Linked DNA regions of Sus scrofa: region 2 is linked to region 1. The links are chromatin contacts, called in public Hi-C maps. All regions are on one chromosome and are shown on one strand. The core of a region is the stretch at or near the end of the contact, and the rest is flanking DNA. Distances in the headings are between cores, read along the strand shown. Region 1 holds the start of GXYLT1 (glucoside xylosyltransferase 1). Region 2 holds the start of YAF2 (YY1-associated factor 2).

Evidence for each region. Hi-C and Micro-C count contacts between places; a contact is called where the count stands out from the background.
Region 2: a contact with region 1 is called in a Hi-C map of fetal skeletal muscle, with 2.3 times the contacts expected there. The contact joins the promoter of YAF2 here to the promoter of GXYLT1 in region 1. A contact is called at or near these places in 1 of 5 promoter capture datasets (liver), 18 of 47 Hi-C or Micro-C datasets (alveolar macrophages, blood, brain and 10 more) and 2 of 2 datasets of contacts at active chromatin or transcription factors (alveolar macrophages and skeletal muscle).

The regions. Positions count from the first base shown.
Region 1 is chr5:73,406,909-73,409,608 of Sscrofa11.1, forward strand. GXYLT1 (glucoside xylosyltransferase 1) reads right to left here and starts at 1,402. Exons shown (of 10, transcript XR_002344161.1): 1 at 1,100-1,402.
Region 2 is chr5:73,495,987-73,498,716 of Sscrofa11.1, forward strand. It overlaps YAF2 (YY1-associated factor 2), which reads right to left and starts at 1,361. Exons shown (of 7, transcript XR_002344163.1): 1 at 1,075-1,361; 2 at 534-659.

The DNA.
Region 1 (2,700 bases), core at 152-2,651:
ATAACTGAGCGTTCACAAACCTGGCTCTGGAAGTAGTTCTGCTTTTATGAACAAAGTCCTGACTGTAATCAAACCCCTGGGTGAAATCATGACAATCCAGCTTTTCCATGGGCTCTGCTCCTCTGTTCAAACGTCCCCTTTCATTTTGGGAATGACCATCAACTCTCAGAAGAATGTTAAACAGCCTACAGCTGACCTGCACTCCTCCAACCAACCCGATACTCTCCAATATCAAAGCAGCTTTTGCCTCTTGTTAAGGGAGCTCTCCCGAGTAAGAGAGGCGCCTCTTTTTCAAGGAAGTGGAAACGCTCAGATTTGGTTAAGCATTCGTAATGCGCTGCATTCTTTTTTTCGCTTAAATCTCACGTTGATTTCAACGCTGGCAGTGATTTGCGTAAATCCACTTAAGTCACTATGCTGCTTTTTAAACTCCGATTCTTAAAGAAAGCCACCTCTATCCCAACTCACAAAGGACGTGAGCTTAAGTATCGCTTATTTTTCTTAACTCGCTATAAGTTTCACAATAGACCGATTGTTTCCTAAAGAAAAATTCACAATCCTTATAAAATGCTCTGTCCAGATTTAACTAACCGGCTAATGAAAAATGTAAGCGTTAACAAGAAAATGAGACGTCCCATTCAGGAGGGGGTGGAAACTGAACTAGGGAGTCAGCCCGATGTTTAAATATCTCAACTTGAACGCCATGGAAACAAGAGGGAATTCCCACTAGCCAAACAGCAAGAGGCTTTTGTAGGACCCTCTAATTTTCAATGACTCCTAAGAAGGTGGGGGGGAGATGCAACTATCATTTAAAAGTTGAAAATTAATTTCTAACTGCTTTGAATAGTGCATAACCAATGGGTAAGAAGACAAACACAAAAAGCGTGGGTGCTTTCAGGCTGGAGTAGCGCCAGGCTCACCCCCAGGGTGAGGGGAAGGAGGGAAACGAGCAAAGGGGGTCAGAGTCGGCAGCAAAGAAGCGGGAGACGCGGGCCCGGTGGCGGGAGGCGCGGGACGGCCCCTCGTGCAGCCCCGGCCAAATCGAGACCCGCGACTCGGCGCCCCTCGCCCCAGCCCCCCGACAGGGAACCGCTCGTACCTGTCCGACCGGCCGGGATGCGCCGCCTGGCCCGCGCTGCCCGCCCCTCTTGCGGCGCCGCGCCCGCCGCCCCCGAGCCAGGAAGCCGCTGCGGCCTGCGGCTTCCCGCCACCGCCGCCCGCACCTTCCTCCAGGGACACGGCGAGCTGGCTGAAGGCGTAGAGGAGCGAGCAGAAGCCGCAGGCCAGGCACAGTACCACGAGGCGCAGGTAGCGCCGCATCCCGTCGGGCCCGCGCCGCCACCTCCGCCGTCGCCGCCGCGCCCGCTCGGGCGAACTGGAGCGGAGGGAGCAGCACCGCGCAGCCGCGGGCGCAACAGTTCCTCCTCCGCTGCGGCCTCGCGCCCTCCCCCTTCCTTCTTCCCTCCCCGCCCACCACCTTAGCGAGCGCGCTAACACCCCGCCCCGGAGCCCCGATACTGCCTCCGCCCCGGGCCCCTCCCCAGAGGGCGGGCGGCCAGACGCGCCGGCGCACTGAAAGCGGAGGGCTGGGGGCGCCGGGTGGCTTGGGGCGCGAGGGTTGCGGCTCGCGCAGGGTCCCGGGGTAGTGCAACCCTCCCGGCGGGCGAGTCCGCGGAACCTTGCGGCTCCCAACTGTGGAGGAGAGGTGCAGCGAAACTAGCAGAGCGTTGGAAGCAGCTGACCCAAATTCTAATTATGGTTCTTCCACATGGTAGCTTGGGATGTTGAGCAACCTCAATTTTCCGAGCATGTTTGATCGTCTCTAAAATGGAGAGGATATCCTCATCTTAGGGTGGTTTTAAAGATTAAAGTGCTTAACGCATGATAAACACCTTGGACTGAGAAGGCTCGTCATTAAGTTTTTTGTTTTTTTGGTCTTTTGGGGGCTATGCCTACGTCATTTGGAGGTTCCCAGGCTAGGGGGTCCAATCGGAGGTACTGCTGCCGGCCCGCGCCGCAGCCACAGCAACGCTGGATCCGAGCCGCCTCTGCAACCTGCACCACAGCTCAGGGCATCACTGGATCCTCAGCCCACTGAGTGATGCCAGGGATCGTACACGCGTCCTCAGGGATGCTAGTTGGGTTCCCTAACCGCTGAGCCACGATGCGAACTCTGCATTAAGCCATTTTTTAAGCTCCATCCTCCACAAGCGTTGTCACCCAACATCTAATTACGTCATGATGTTGAGGATGCGTATCCTGCCACCCATCCATGAGGTCCTCCCTTTTGGATCATCCTTATGACTCATTATTTGCATATCCAAAACAATTAATACTCTCCCTAAAGAGCTTTGTCTTTAGCTTTCCTTTTCTTTTCCCTCTTTCTCAGCCGTATTTCCACTCCATTTATTGAGCATTTATGGAGCATCACTCAGTTCCTTTGGGTACAAAGACGTCTAGAAGGGGCATGGGGTGGGACAGTGGATACTTGTAAATAAGTTCAATGCAACCATAAAGACTTTAGGCTATAAGCCTGTAAAGGTGTGGGCACACACACAAAGGAGGTATCAGTTCTATCTGTGGTCTTGGTCAACAGACATTTCATATAAGTTAAAACCAAATACAGAGACCAGACTTAATTCCCTGAGCAGACAAAACCAAAACAAGCAAAGCAATTGAGCTTATTTTACAGGATAAGCA
Region 2 (2,730 bases), core at 111-2,610, 89 kb after region 1:
GAACTGGGGTAAAGACACTACACAAAACCCTGATCTGACCCTTCTAGACGTTTATATTAAAAAAAAGCTTAATCTACTATGTATTCTATAATCAGATACTTTTTTGAGGAAGGAAATTAAATTACATCTTTTGCTTCTAAAGAGGATTGCATGGTGCTTCTTTGATTCCTACACACTAACACAACAATGCAGCCTACGTTCTTACATCCGGAATGTGTGCTGGGGAAAGGGGGATGCGGCATTACACCCAGCGATATGAATTAAATCATTAAATCGCAGTGGCTAATGCCTCTCTTTAATAATTTATTCTCTCTTGGCAGCAAGAAACGTTACAGCCTCTTCAATTTCCCTTCACCGCAAACGAGCGCTAGGGTCGCGATCAACGTGACCCAGTTCCTATCGCGGACACCACCTCAGTCTCGCCTCCGCCCGACGGGTGGGCGAGTGTCGCGGGAGGGGACGGCAGCCGCAGGGGCGTCCTCGGCGCCTCGACCCCGCCGGCTGGCGGCGCGCAGGGCAGGCGCGGGACTCACCGGGTGGAGGTGCCCTTCCGCACATCGCACATCATGCACTTGAAGGCCTCGGCGCTGTTCCGGAAGGTGCAGACGCTACAGTCCCAGTAACCCTCATCCGAGGACGGCTTCGGCTGCCGCTTCGGCCTGCAGGACACAACCCGGACACGACGCGGCGCGGGGTCACCAGCAGGCCGCGCCCGGGCCCCGCGGCCGCGCCCGCCCCGCCCCCCGCCCCAGGCCCGCGACCCCCGCCCCGCCAGCGCCCGGCGCGCCCGCCTCGGGCTCAGAGGGGGAGGGGAGTCAGGAAGGCGAGGGCGCGAGCGCGGTCGCAGCCGCCGCCTCCGCTCGGACACCCCGGCCTGCCGCGCCGGCCTCCGCCATCGCGGCTCCATTGTGGGGCGGCCGGCGCCGGCCCCTCACGCGGCAGCGCTCGCGCAGCAGCGGTGCCGCCCCCGTTCTAGCCCCGTTGCCCCGGCGGCGAGCGAGACGAGTGCCCGAAGCCCGCCGCGAGAGCCCCGTCGCCTGTACAGTCCGGGCCCGGGGGCCCGGGCGCTGTTACCTGGTAGGGCTCTTCTTGTCTCCCATGGCTTGGCCACAAACGCACGCCGAGAGTCGCCGCCGCGGCCGCTCTGTTTGTCAATAAGGAGGATAATAAGCCGGGCGGAAGCGGGCGGGGGAGGAGGGAGGGGGCGGGGAAGGCCGCACCGCTGAGCTCCGGAGCCGCCGCCGGATCCCACGCAGCCTCCAGCTGTCGGGGAAACTCCTGCCTGGGCCACGTGACCCACGCGAGCCAACCAGCGGCCGCGCCGGAGACTTCAAACGCGGCCAGCGCGGCCCAGCACTCCCGGCGAGTTCGCGGGCGGCGGCGTGGGGGTGGCCATCCCAGCCTCCCGCGCCGTCACCGTCTCTCGCCCGGTGCCGCCCGCTCCCTCTCGGCGTCCGCGGAGCCCCTCTGGCGGGGGAGGCGCCGTCCTCCCGCGCGAAGCCTGGTCCAAAGTGGGGCCAGCGTTCAGAGGTCAGCCCGGCCCCGGACCAGAGTGCGCGGCCGCCGTCTCCAGGTGGAACCGCTTTCCGGGCCTGAGCGGTCCTTGGCTCCTCAGCTCTAGCCCTAAGGATACCCGGGGGAAGGCGGGAGCCACCCGTCAGCGCCATTGCTAGGTGCCCTAAGCCACTTGCCTAGTTTTGTGCATAGAAATGCTGGCCAAGTAGGGATTGTCTCCTTAATTTGGAGAAAACGAAACCCAGGTTCAAGAGAGGTTAGGCGACTTCCTCTATATTACATAATTAGAGGTGGTGAAGCCAGGAATCTAACTGTTTTAATTCCAAATGAGCTCTCCTCGCCTCTCAAGCCTCTACAGTAGCTGCTTTAAAAACAAACAAACGAAAACAGCAACAACAGCAAAAAAAAAAAACCAAACACTCAAAAGACCTTTTCCCTTCCTTTTAAATAACGAGTTTGCGTGTGCCCTGTTAAGAACACGTTCCTAGCAGGTTTCATTACCGCAATGTACTGGATGCCCTCATCTTCTACTAGACTCTAGCAACAGCCATCCTACTGGTCTCTCTCTCTCTCTGAAGTTCCAGCCTCACCTTCCCAATCTTAGCAGTAATTCGCAACCAGATTAATAATAAAATGCTGGTAACGTTATGTCACCACGCTGATCAAGAACTTTGGTTAAAGCTCCTGGACTCTTAAGCCTACTAACACTTTTTAGCACTCTATGCTGGCACTTTGTAAGTCTCTTTACACAATGCGTGTTTTTAAAAGGGCTCAAAGTGCTGTGCAAATATTCCCATCAAGTAGCCTATCCCTTCATTTGAAAGACAAGGAATATAGGGACCAGGTTAAATGAGTTGGCTAGGTTTAGAGCTCAGATATGCTGTCAGTCTTTCTGCAAGCCGCTCTTCCTTTTTTATTTTTTAAACTGAAGTATAGTTGATTTACAATATTAAGTTTCAGGTACAGCATAGCGATTCAGTATTTTTGCAGATTATACTCCACTTTACATTATAACAATGGCTATAATTCCCTGTGCTGTACAGTTTATCCTTGTTGCTTATCTATTTTAGACATAGTCCTTTGTGTCTGTTAATCCTTCACTTCTAATTTGTCTGTCCTGCTTTCCTCTCCCCTTTGGTAACCACAAGTTTGTTTTTTTCTCTCTGTTAGTCTATTTCTGTTTTCAGTCCCTGTTTTCTAATTAACCATATCAAT